Linked DNA regions of Rattus norvegicus: region 1 is linked to region 2. The links are chromatin contacts, called in public Hi-C maps. All regions are on one chromosome and are shown on one strand. The core of a region is the stretch at or near the end of the contact, and the rest is flanking DNA. Distances in the headings are between cores, read along the strand shown. Region 1 overlaps Syt1 (synaptotagmin 1). Region 2 has its middle 110 kb from the start of Pawr.

Region 1 (6,576 bases), core at 3,452-5,951, 97 kb after region 2:
CCATAACAAATCAACATCATAGCGATATCGCTAGAGCACAGATTCATGAAACAAGTAAAATAGTATGATAATGTTTACATATACCATATATCACATACATATATAATGTATATTATATATACAATTTCTTCTCCATACACATAAGACAAATATGCATTTTGTTTCTAATATAGGCTGGGGTGTTTACAGTGAGTCATAGTAGGTCCCACTAAAAATTTAGTAGGCAAGAACACAGAATTAATCCCATAAGGTGTATGTGTGTGTGTGTGTGTGTGTGTAATTTCTAAAAGGACTTACATGGGACAGCATAGAAGTAATTATCTCTGATGAAAGGGCTGGCTATGGATGGGGAAAGCCTTGGGAAACCTGTTGCTTCTTTTTCAAGAACACGTATTATTGTCAGAAAGTAAAAATGAATTTGAAATAAATAAGCAAATAATTCTTGCTTATTTAGTGGAAAACCTATAGAGGGGTCAATTATCCTATTCTGTAGGTACCCTAAATAAAAGCCTGAGAAAAATGGCCCCATAGTCATTGATGAGGCCAGATGCTTGAATATGTGGTCCCCCACTGTGTCCTTGCTAGGGGAATGTGTTTCCGAGCCCTCGTGTACTTAAATTTGCGGACTCTGCAGTTTATGCCTTTGGGATGGCCGGGACAACTTTCTTTCAGAAGTCTCTATGATTCTTTAAGTCCTCAGGGCTCTCTGCCTTCTTTCCATTCTTCCAGACTAAGGATGGCTTACACTCGCTGTGGCTCTGCCCTCTGTCTACCCTGTGCTCTCACCTGTGCCTCAAATTCCTTTCTTGGACAGCTCGCACTCACCTAGCCTTATCTCAGCACTCCTCCGTTACCTTGGAGATCTGCTGACAGGCACAGGGGTTTAATCTCTAGGGAGATTACAGGTGCAGGGCTTCTGCTGCACTAGAAGAGGAGGATCGATTGCTGGACCCGGGCATTCCAGAGCAGCAGCGACTCTCCCGGGAGATCCAGGCTTCAAGACAAAGCCCCAGCTTCAAATAGCGAGACAAATAATGATCCATGTGCATTCTCACCCTACTGATGCGAGCACATACACGCACGCACGCACGCACGCACGCACGCACGCATGCACGCACGCACAGAGTCTTCATTTGCTGTCAGTCCTCATACCCAGTCATGCTCCACCTTTTCTAAACTACTTGTGTTCCTGGCATGCTCAGGCATTCTCCCACCACCACTGATTTGTACCAACCATAGCTCAAGATGCAATTAGCCACATTCATTTTCTCCTTCCTTTGCATGCTGATTTAATGGTGCTTGACTCTAGGCAGCGTCTCCCATAGAGAAGTAAAATAGATTTCAGCAGGACATTTGGAGACGGGGCGGACATAGACAGCAAAGAGACCTATGGGATTATCCTGTGTTCTTGCCTACTACACTTTCAGTGGGGCTACTCTGACTCAGAGCGAATAACCCAGCCTACATTAGAAACACAAATGCATGTTCATCTTCATTACGTATATGGAAAAGAATTATTTGATTTACAGAGAAAAAGGGTAGCGTGTGTCAATATTTTAACTTTTGTATTTTCAAGCACAAGGTGATGTTTCTTCTGCTTTTCCTAGTTTTGTGTATGTCAGGATTGTCCGCCATTACCTGCATTTTTGCCCTTGTAGCCTTAGTCTAATTGGGTCTTATCCTAAAGTATTCAAACCATATCTTAGACTACATCTCGATCTACTACTTAGCTCTTAGGTTCAAGAAACGAATTAAAAAGTTGCAAAGAATTAACGACTGCAGAATAATTTATTTAGGAGCAGGAAAATATATCAGTCTCATTTACAGAGAGTGTGAGCATAGGTACTTGAAATTCTTTACCTAGCAAGCGTTAGATGGTACAAGCAGCTGCTTGACTGGCATGTTGTGATCTGGCTACTTCATGGTTTCAAATGTAGTGAAACATGACACATCCCCAGACAGTTAAAGGCACGGAATTGTTTTCAGCTCTTATACATTCAGAAGGGAAATATCCCATTAGACATGAAAGGCAGTTGAACTGACAGAGCTGGTGGTTAACTCATTAAGTGAATTAAAGTTTTGGGTCTATTGGGATATTTTTACTTGCTATTTTGATAAAATGGGAATTTGACAGTTGTCTCCAGGGAGCTAACTGTGCTGGGAGACCCTCCATAAATCATGCACAAACCAGTGTCCTGTCCTTCAAGATCAACAGCACAAGCCAAGATTGTGGTGGCTTCATAGACAATGGGGTAGCATGTAGAGTCGCTCTTTATGAAGTGGCCAAGTGGCACATTTCTTAGCTGCCTTCTGAAGGCAAGTGATGCCTCTCCTTTATGCTGCTCTTCCTATGTTCACATCCACAGCTTCTCCGGAGAACCAGAGACGTGTCTCTTTCCAAGTCAATATGGGAGGAGTTTGAGTCTGTCAGCTCTTTCTCTCCTATTACATCTTTACACAACAACCCAGGTGGTTAAATGGAAAGGCAGGGGGAATGCTCGACTTTAGTTGCGATCAAAGACATACCAAAAGTGAGATTCGTACATTGGCCTATCAAACTGGCAAAGACTTCGTAAAATTTCCCAATGCTCATTGTTGCTCAAAGGGCAGAGCTGCAGACTCAGATGGAGAGTGGCAAAACAAACTGCCCCGTTCGAAGGGGAGACTTTGACACTTCAAAACCTCAGCACACACTTACTGGGCAGGTGTGGTGGCTGCAAGTCTGAAGTCCCGGCGCTGGAAATGAGGTATTGTCATGAGTTCAAGTCCAGCCTGAGCTACATGGTGAGCTCCAGGATAGCCTGGATTATTTAGTTAGGCCCTGTCACAAACCAGACCAAACCAAACCAGACCAGACCAAACCAAACCAAACCAAACCAAACCAAACCAAACCAAAGCCTTCAACCCCCTGTCCAGTCCATAATTCCTTGATCAGAGAATTACTTTATAAGAAAGGTAACTGAGGAACTGACCAAGTGAAAAAGATGCTGAAATTAAATTGTGTCTGTTTTGTTGTTGTTTTCAGACAGGAGCTTTGGTTGTCCTAGAACTCACTCTGGAGACCAGGACTGGCCTCACTCTCACAGAGACCCGCCTTCCTCAGCACCCAAAGTCCCAGGACTACAGGCATGTGTCACCACTGCCATCTCTGAGTTGTGGCTTGTAATATAGGAAAAGGGGACAACAGCAGGGTACTAGCTTAAAAAACCAACCAACCAACCATGACATTATCCTATGGCATGATCTATAAGTCTAAACCAACGCTGGGGATGTTTTCAAGCATACACACAATCAATCAACAGATCATATACTATTTATTTATTGTATCAGTAAATAAATAAATAAATACATGTAAATAAATAAAGAAAATGTGTCCAAGGCAGATAGTCTCAGTGGGTGTGGCTAAACTATTCTAAACTTTGTATACATACAGAGGCACGGAAATCATTCTGAAAACACAGCTCCAAATTACCCTTGCTTTTCTCTGTGATAAGTTTTATGTTGATTTCAATTTTCTAGTTACTTGTATTAGATTTTCTACAGCGTGTGTGTGTGTGTGTATGTGTGTGTGTGTGTGTGTGTGTGTGTGTGTGTGAGAGAGAGAGAGAGAGAGAGAGAGAGAGAGAGAGAGAGAGGCTATTTCTAATTTAAATAGACCCTAACATACCTGGGAGGCTAAGTTGATGGCTTCCATTCTCCAGAAACCACTCTGTCCTCAGCTTCAGTGCCCAGGTTTTAGTTCAGCATTTGCTCATCAATAATAAAAAGAACCTCTCCGTGCTTCCTTGCATGCGATCAAGGCTCTCAGAGTCTGGCCCTGAGATGTAAGTGAATGTATTCTACGGGTCCTTCAGCAAAGGTTCACAGTGCTGCTCCCTCTTTTTTTCTTTTATATATGGCTGCCACACAGTTCTGAGACATGCAAGTCAGATGCTGAGGATGGTGGAGGAGTCCAGAAGAGGAGACTACTTAGAACATCATAAAAACATACGTTCGCATGTATTTACCACAGCATGTTGAATGCTATTTACATGACCTCTTTTCATCCAAAATATTCTCATTCTCTCTCTCTCTCTCTCTCTCTCTCTCTCTCTCTCTTTCTCTCTTTCCCCCTCCCTCCTTCCCTCCCTTCCTCCCTTCTTCCTTCCTTCCTTTCTTCCTCCCTTCCTCCCTTCTCCCCCAGACAGGGATTCTCTGTGTAGCCCTAACTGTCCTACGCTTTGTAGACCAGGCTAGCCTTGAACTCAAAAAACCTGCCAGGGCTGGGATTAAAGACATGGGCCACCACCAACTGCCAGCCCAACTCACAGTCTTCAATGCTGATGCTATCAATGTGGGAGTCACAGCTGTTTATATTTATAGATTGTCATAGTTTTCTTCTCTGGTGCTGTGATACAACACCGTGACCACATACAACCTGGGGTGGAGGTTTATTTTATCTTACACTTCTAGGTAACAGTTCATCACTGAGGGAAGTCGGGGCAGGAGCTCAGGGCCGGAACTTGGAGGCAGGAACTGAAGCAGAGACAGTGGAGGAGTGCTGTTTACTCTTTTGCTCCTGGCCTCACCTTTCTGATTCAGCTATCTTCTTTTTCAGCGTGGGCCCTACCTAGGGATGGTGTCTCTAGGGAGACTGGCCACAGTGGGCTGGGCCCTCCCACACTAATCATCAAGCAAGAAAAATGCCACAAAGACAGCCAGCTCCTCAGGCCAATCTGATGGAGGCATTTCCTCAGTTAAGTCCCTCCTTCGTTGGGTCACTAGTTAGTGTCAAGCTGAAAGGTATGTGTCTGTCTGGAGACTGAACCTACCCGTTATATAGTTAGGCAGGATTTCTACCATTGAGCTATTGTCAAGTCCTGTAATTCTTAATTCTATAAAATTCATCAAATGAATATGACTGATGTTGAAAATAATAATTTATTTTTACATCAATGCAAATGTGGCCTATTAAAGTGTGGAAGCTCTCTGTAAATAAATTTAGAGGTGAGGGACCCATGGTTAAATTGAAGTTCTTCATCTGGAATACATTGCTTGAAGAATTTTTATCAAGCAAATATTTTTTGAACTAATTTATGACCAGGAAAGAAAAACAGTATTGGACTATAAAGCAGTCAATACATGGACAGGCAGCAGAGTCATTTCTTGAGCACTGGTTCACACAGCTCTAGAATTAAGACAAACAGAGTAATTTGTAGGCTGTCAGGAGGGAGCATGATCCATTACTCCGTTTCAGGGATGCAGGACTTACGATCTGAGAGTGCATCCTTATGTGGCTAATTAGCAGCGCTGAGTGTTAGGATGCTTTGAGGATTTCAACTGTGATGATGATGAGAACTTTATTTTGTTAGAATTCCTTTGCAGAAAACTCACAATTTCTTGCAGTGCTCATGACATTATGGTCAATAAATGCACAATGTTAATTCCTCCCACAGTCTGACGTGAGATATTAGTAGACAGCAAAGTGTCCAGAGTAAGGAAACCAAAGAAAGTTTTAAGAGACCTATCCTCTTTTCAGTTTCCTTTCATTTTCTTTATCAATGCAAATGTGCATGTTTTCATCTCTGTGGGATTCCTTCCTCCCCACATTCCACAAGGCCAGAGAAAGGCACTGGAGCTCTTACAAAAGCCTCTCTCGCTACCATATTAGGAATGAAAATGTGTAGCAGACACCCAGGGCCGAGTCACGATAATCAACAGGGAATGTCTGTGCCTTCAAGCCAAATGAATGCAGAAAAATGATCAAGGCAGCAAAATAAATAATAAAACTGAACCTTGGCTTTAGCTTATGGTCCTGTTAGCTATTCCACTCTAATAAGGATGCTCTGGAAATTTCTATACCTCTTTGCCATTCAGGCATAAGCATTTAGGTATGTCTAATTCTACTGTGGATTAAAGTCTCTCTGGTCTAATAAGCACATCAAAAAGAAATCAGCGATCTTTGCTCTATTAAAAACATAAATATTTTTGTATGGTCACATCCTTTATAGATCTACCATGATTCCAAACTGATTCTGTAATGAATAAATACACTTGAGGATTTTTTTATTTTCTTCCAGTGCTAGGCATTGAACCCAGGGCCTCACACCTCGAAAGCAAGCAGTCTACCACTTGGCTTTTGAAAAGGTTGTGCTAACAGCCAGGCAGTTACCAGGCAACTTTCTGGTTGCACTGTTTTTGCAACAGGTGAAATTGGGTAAGATTAATTACATTTTCCTTTCTCTTGCATGGCAGTTCATCTATCACATACTTGGCGAGAAATAAGTTTTTAATTAATACACGTGCCGAATCAATATATGTTTGAACGTGGCAACTCTGGACTCAGAGCAAGGCACAAAATGGGGGTTTTATATGAAGGTTGAGCAATTATCTAGCAGACGAAATAGACTACGGTGGGACTAACTGCCCACCTTATTAAGACAGTAATGACTACACCTGAGAGCGGGGCGCTGTGATGATGAGAAATTTGACCTTGCGGCCACGTTCTGTACATTTTAAAGGAGGCAGAGGTAAAAAAAAAAATGAGATCAGAGAACAGTGGTTTCATAAATCAAGACAACCAATGACGGGAGCACG
Region 2 (6,014 bases), core at 2,866-5,365:
ATTGGTGGGCCTTGAGGAGCATCAGTATTGTCTTGTCCATCATTTTCTTCTGAGAAAGTCACTGCTGGTTTATCAGACTCTGAAGGATTAATTTCCTCATGTGAGAAAGGCATTATTTCAAGGGGTGGGGCTGAGGGCACCACTTCCTCAGGTGAGGTAAACCCTTGAGAATCTGAAGATTTGAAGTTCTCAGCTTCAACAGGGTCCTCGCACACAAATCTGCCCCAACTTACAGGATCCAGTTCTTTGCCAATTATCACTCCTGACACCCACTGAGGCTGAGACTTGAATTTTTGCTGTAATCTGGCCAAACTGATAAGGAGGGCTTCAGTTTGACTTTCTGCATCTCGAGCTCTATGGCTGCTGGAGAGAAGATTCTCTTCAAGGGCACTTAGAAACCTTTAGATTGTTTACCTGCATCTGGAGCCGTTTGATTTTATCATACAGCTCATTCTTTTTCCTTATCAATTTGTCCAGAGATACTAAGAGCAACAAGCCAGCAAAATAATTTTTCTTATTTTCCCCCAAATTGTACAAAACTTTGTATCCTGGATCACTTAATTTGTCGCCAGTCACTGTTGATGGAAGAAGATCATCAAAGGCGTTAGCTCCCTTAAGTTTGAAATAGTTTCCACTGTAGGCTTTCCATACTCTATGAGCTCCCAGGAACAAGAGTATCTGGAGAGCTTTCAGTAGTTGAAGGTGCTGGTGAATTAGAAAGTGTTGGCAAATTATTAAACCAATTCCAGATTTGTAAACAATTCATCCTTTATATTTCTGTTTCTCTAGAACCAATCCTGGTACCAACTTCTGTCTTAGGGTTCTCTAGAGTCTCAGAACTTATGGGAAGTCTCTGTATATTAAATGAATTTATTGTAATGACTTACAGTCTGCAGTCCAACTAACCCAACAATGGGCAGCCGTGGGTGGGAAGTCTAAGAATCTAGTAGTCGCTCAGACCTAAGAGGCTGTGTTGTTTGAGTGGGTCTTCTGTCGAAATAGGTTCCAACAGATGTGCTGGCAAGTAAGTGCAAGCAGTTGAAGAGTGAGTCTGCCTTCTTCCAGTGTCCTTATGGAGGCCTTGGCCCAGATTAAGGTGTGTACCACCAACCTGGACCTGGAACTTGCTTTGTCCCAGGCTGACCTTGAACTCAGAGATCTGCTTGCTTCAGTCTCCTGGGATTAAAGGCATGTACTACCTTGCTTGGGCCTAAGCTTTTCATGGCCACTATGCTTCAAGATTTCCATGTCAAGAGCCAGGTTAGAAATCTGTGTCTTCTAGTCTCGAGATCTGCATCACAGGCGTACCTTCCATTTCTGGATTGTAGTTCATTCCAGATGTAGTCAAGGTGGTAACCAGGACCAGTTGTCACACTGACTTTTTCACTTGGCATGTTTTCAGGTTAACTCAGGCTATCTTACGTATCAATCCTCAATTCCTTTTTTTCATGACTAAATGACTGCCATCCTTCGAAGCACATTTTCTTTATCAGTTGGTAGGACTTCGGGGTTGCTTCAACATTGGGGATGAGCCATATTTCTTTGAGTATCCATGCAGTCAGTACTATGTAATAATAACCATGCTTCCAGTTCTCTTAGGCGTTCATTTATGGGTGGAATTGCCATACGGTGACTCTATAGCTTTCTGAGGAACTTCTAGACATTTTACCTCAGCAGATCGGGGAGGGTTCTCAATTGTTTTCCAACCTCATCAATATCTTCTTTCTTTCCTCCGTCCCTCCTTTCCCCCTGTGCATGTGAAATTGCAATTACTTAAGTTTTTTGTTGTTATTGGATTGCTGTGTTTCCTTGTAAAGGCAAGAACTCAGCCTGGCTTTCTTTGCCATGCTAGATCCTAATCATTATTATTCTCTGACGCCCAGGGCGTGTTCAGAAATACCTGCAGAATGAATGAGCTTGGAGACCCAAGAGACATTCCTTGTTGCTTCCCTTCTGTAAGCCCAGGAACTACAGGGGCTGGGGTGGGAAGCTGCATTCTGACTGCCCATCCACACAGCCACGAGAGTGCCCCAGGATTGTAATAAGTGCACCATCCCGTGGCTTTTAGCAGTCTTACCTGAGAAGCTCCCTGCACGGAGACCAGCAGGACTTCTCATTTAACCAGCTCGGAATGGGGAGGAAGAGTCTCAAGTCAGCTGGTAGTCTAAGTGGTGTTGGGAGGGGGGGGGGGCGCTTTCTGTTCTGAACACGTTTTTCTAAGAGCCTGTGAACACTGCCTAATGAGAAAGCCATTCCTTCTGCGTGAAAATAGAAAAGAAAAAAAAAAAACAAAAAAAACCCAAAACAAAACAAAAGTTCCTTTACTGGAAACAGATGGGCCACATCAATTATACATTCAGAAGAACACAGAAGAGGCCAACTTGTCATGTACTGAAACAACTGTGTTTAGCCAAGTTCCTACTGGGAGTTCACGGACCGTTTAGCCGTTTAGACTCTCTTGCCCAGTTTTTATATTTCCCAGTGTGCCTGCCTCTAGGATTCGTAAAGGTGATGATAGAGGAGAGGTGATGGCTTCTTGATTTCCTGAGGCACACGCACTGTCCTGTAGACAAAGCATCTGTAAAAGAAAGAGTCTTGTGGATGATGTCTTGCTGACAGTGCCTCAGAAGGGTCAGGAGCAGGTGAGCGAGGGTGGCGTCTGCACTCTCATCCACCTCCGCCCTTTGTCAACATTTTACCTCAGGTTTTGCTGGGTTTGGAGCCTCCTAAGGACACATTTCTATCTTTATATTCTCTCTCTCCCTCTCCCTCCCTCCCTCCCTCCCCCTCCCTCCCCCTCCCTCCCTCCCTCCCTCCCTTTCCTTCTCCCTCCCCCTCCCCCTCCCCCTGAGGTGGAAAGTGCAGTGCAGCCCCCGAAGACCTGACTGATCTCAGTAAGCAGTGATTCTGTGGTAATTTTTCCCTTTAGAAACATAGTATATGTTCGTGACCCTGGGAAGGGTCTTGGATCCCCTGTCCTTGGACAGGAGAGGCCTTTGGGACAGTTCTAGGACAGCAGCACTGACCTTGTGCGAAGAAGGTTAAATGTTATTATATAGCAGGGAAAACAGAAAAGACAGAAAAAAAAAAAAATAACGTGCTTGTCATTGTCCAAATATGGCCTTCTTCAACTCTCGGTGCTATTTCAGCACTGTGGGGAAATTCCAGAAATCTCTCCCTACAAATATTTCCCTCACCTTATCTGCCTTTGCTGAGAATCCAAAGATAAGCTTGGTATCAGTAAATACCCGTGTCTGAGGAAGAGCAGCTCCAGCCCAGCGCTGGGCCCCAGAGAGCTCCATCTGACCTCGCCTGCATGCCTGATTGATTCACGTCTCTCCTAGGTCTTCAGCCACAAGTTAGTCTCCAGCCGTTCTTCCTAATGCCGTGACCTTTAATGCAGCTTCTCATGTTCTGGTGACCCCCATCCATAAAGTCCCATTCATTGTTGCTTCATAGTGTAACGTTGCTACTGTTATGAATTGTAATGTTAATTTTTTCGGAGATAGAGATTTGCCAAGGGTGTCGGGACCCACAGGCTGAGACCCACTGGTTAAGACAGCTGCCCTAGGACGAACGCTTGGGAGGTGAGATGCTGGCCTGCTTCTATGCGGGGCTGTCAGGTCCCTGAGCCCTCAGCTGAACTACCTGGAAAAGAAATTCTGCCCCTGGAAGCCTGGACTTCTATCTTTGCTTTTCTTGGTCCACCGAGCCACTGAGACAGACTCGGCAGACCCTGGTTTATACTCACAGTGCCAAGACACACATCCGTGGCTCTCTGTCCCTGTGTTTGGGTACATGACTAATCTTAAAGATTTTGCCCAGCCGAGCTCCTCTGCTTCTGACCAGAGCGTACAATGAGAGACATTGGGTACAGAAAGAAAACAGAATCATGTACAGCTGAGCTGCCTTAGCTCTTTTAACTCTCAGGGATAGCACTGGAGAGAAATGCCAAAATTCAGGCAGAATTTGAGTTTAATCTCTGATTGTGGTATGTTATAAAACTAGGCAAGATTGTAAATTACCAGGAATTTGGACCTGCGTGATCTGTGGGGTTACAGGGATGTGAGTCTGGGTGTATCCAGCTCGGATTGTTTATTTACGCGGAGAATTGAAGGAAGAGTTCAGAAACATCCTGTAACAGGATGTGTGGATGGGCCAGCCTGAGTCTGCACAGAGTGGAAATCTGGAGAGACTAGTATCAGCACTGCCCTCTAGTGGCTGTGTGTGGTTTTAATGACGAAAACACAGGGGCTCCTTCCAATTGTCCAGTTTACCTAAGCAAGCTTCCCAATTGTGTTTGGGAAAGATAAAGGGACGGGAGGGTTGGCAGAGTAGCAGGGAACAAGGAAAGTTAGCAAGGAGTGCTCAGCACAGGGGATCTGAAGAGATCTAGTCAGTCTGCTCCACTCACAGGATACAAAGACAGGCAGGTGTGTGTGTGTGTGTGTGTGTGTGTGTGTGTGTGTGTGTGTGTGTGTTTGTGTTATTCTAGCTACAAATCTTTATTCTGGATGGCTTTAAGGGCTTTCAGCTCCTTTCCAGCTCCTACTCCCATTGTTGGGTGAGTCACTGCAGAGTTGAGCGTGGCAGCTGGTGTTGCAGGTTAGACCAGGCTGGTTTATTGAACTTTCTAACCCTCCTCTGTGTTTCCTTTAGGGCTTTCTCCTCTCCTTGCACTCAGCTCCCCACAGAAGAGCTAATGGTCCAGTTCCTCAGGTGTCTGAGGAGCAGCCGGGGGTTAGAGTTGCCTCAGCCCTTAGGGAATGTCAGGAATGTTGAGACCGTCTGGCGCTGCTTCTCAGACCCCAGGGAAAGGAAGTTTTGGATCAGAGCTATGGAGGGAGCAGTCTTTACCTCTGACCACAGTTACCTAAAGATGTGGAACTGACCTCTGAACCCAAGGGTCTGCTGATGGAAATCCCCTAGCCTGTTCACCCGGAAGCAGAGGTCCCTGGGAAAGACTGCATAGCAAACTGTAGACGTATGGAATTATTTTACATCGAGTTCCTTATCCTGAGACTTCAGGGGCTGGGAAAAATGGGTATCTCTTTATGATCCATCGGAGCTCAAATGTTCCATGCTCTATTTGGTTTGCTAGGCCAAAGAAGTTTTGCTAACTTTTTTTTTTTTTTTTAATAGAAAAGGAGGAAAAAAATAGCCAGGGATTGACTCCCAAGTGTCACCACACAAAGGTGGTTCTGACTCTATGGCCCCAGTCTTGATTTGGTTACATTTGTATCTGCCTTTAACTCTCACAAGTATAAGGACAGCTATGGGCAGAGCCAGAAACCACATCAAAAGCTCAACTGCTTTTGCAGCAACCTTTGTGACAGCTAGAGTTGCTCAAGAAAATGATTTCTTTTCCGCGATGGACTCTGAGGCCTGTTTTCAACTCATGGGCTTTCCATGGAGACTTACTGTCACCCTCAACCACACTGCAACCTCATCACAACCACCACTCTGTCCCTGCCATGGTCTCTATAGAGACCTCTGTGGAGGGACACGTCACCTTGTATTCAGGAAGTGCGAACATTAACATAAGAGCGGGTGAGTGGGAATATTTGCTTGTATCTGGGTACAAACAGGAAAGGGTTTTATTTCTCCCCTGTAATTGCTACTAAGTGTATCCTGTCAAAACTCTCTGCCTGCCCCCTGCCAGTCGGCTTCCCTAGTGGCTCTCAGCTCAGTTCCCTGACTCCCGGTCTCCTCCAGTTTATTAAAACACTCGCGGAAATCTTAACTGGCAGTGTTCCTTTTAAACGTCTAAAGTCAGTTGCTTTCAAAGCCTCTGCCTCCTCTTCCAAAGACGTAGAGGTGTGATAATCCTTAGTATTAACATCCCACCACTTCCCTACCCCTCCACTCTCCGGTCTCCCCACCCCACCCTCACCCCACCCCCACCCCTCCAACTATCAGCCCTTGATGTAGGATCTGAAGGCTCTTCCTTGCCCAAGTGAGGCTGCTGTTTTATCTTTCTCTGTAGGTTTTAGCTGTATATTTGGCCAGAGTGA

Evidence for each region. Hi-C and Micro-C count contacts between places; a contact is called where the count stands out from the background.
Region 1: a Hi-C map of the A7r5 cell line shows a contact between it and region 2, with 6 times the contacts expected there. The contact joins two enhancer-like sites. A contact is called at or near these places in 11 of 12 Hi-C or Micro-C datasets (the A7r5 cell line, the Rat2 cell line, Schwann cells and 6 more).

What each region holds. Positions count from the first base shown.
Region 1 is chr7:45,735,475-45,742,050 of GRCr8, forward strand. All of the region lies in intron 9 of Syt1 (synaptotagmin 1), which reads right to left. Among named protein-coding and RNA genes, the nearest start is that of Brcc3dc, 160 kb to the right of the region's middle. Within about 2 kb of position 4,702, at least 8 of the 93 cell types and tissues checked have an H3K27ac peak or open chromatin away from gene starts, as enhancers often do. A contact at or near this core is called in the A7r5 cell line, where this site is marked.
Region 2 is chr7:45,638,611-45,644,624 of GRCr8, forward strand. No RefSeq gene overlaps it. Among named protein-coding and RNA genes, the nearest start is that of Pawr, 110 kb to the left of the region's middle. Within about 2 kb of position 4,116, at least 20 of the 93 cell types and tissues checked have an H3K27ac peak or open chromatin away from gene starts, as enhancers often do. A contact at or near this core is called in the A7r5 cell line, where this site is marked.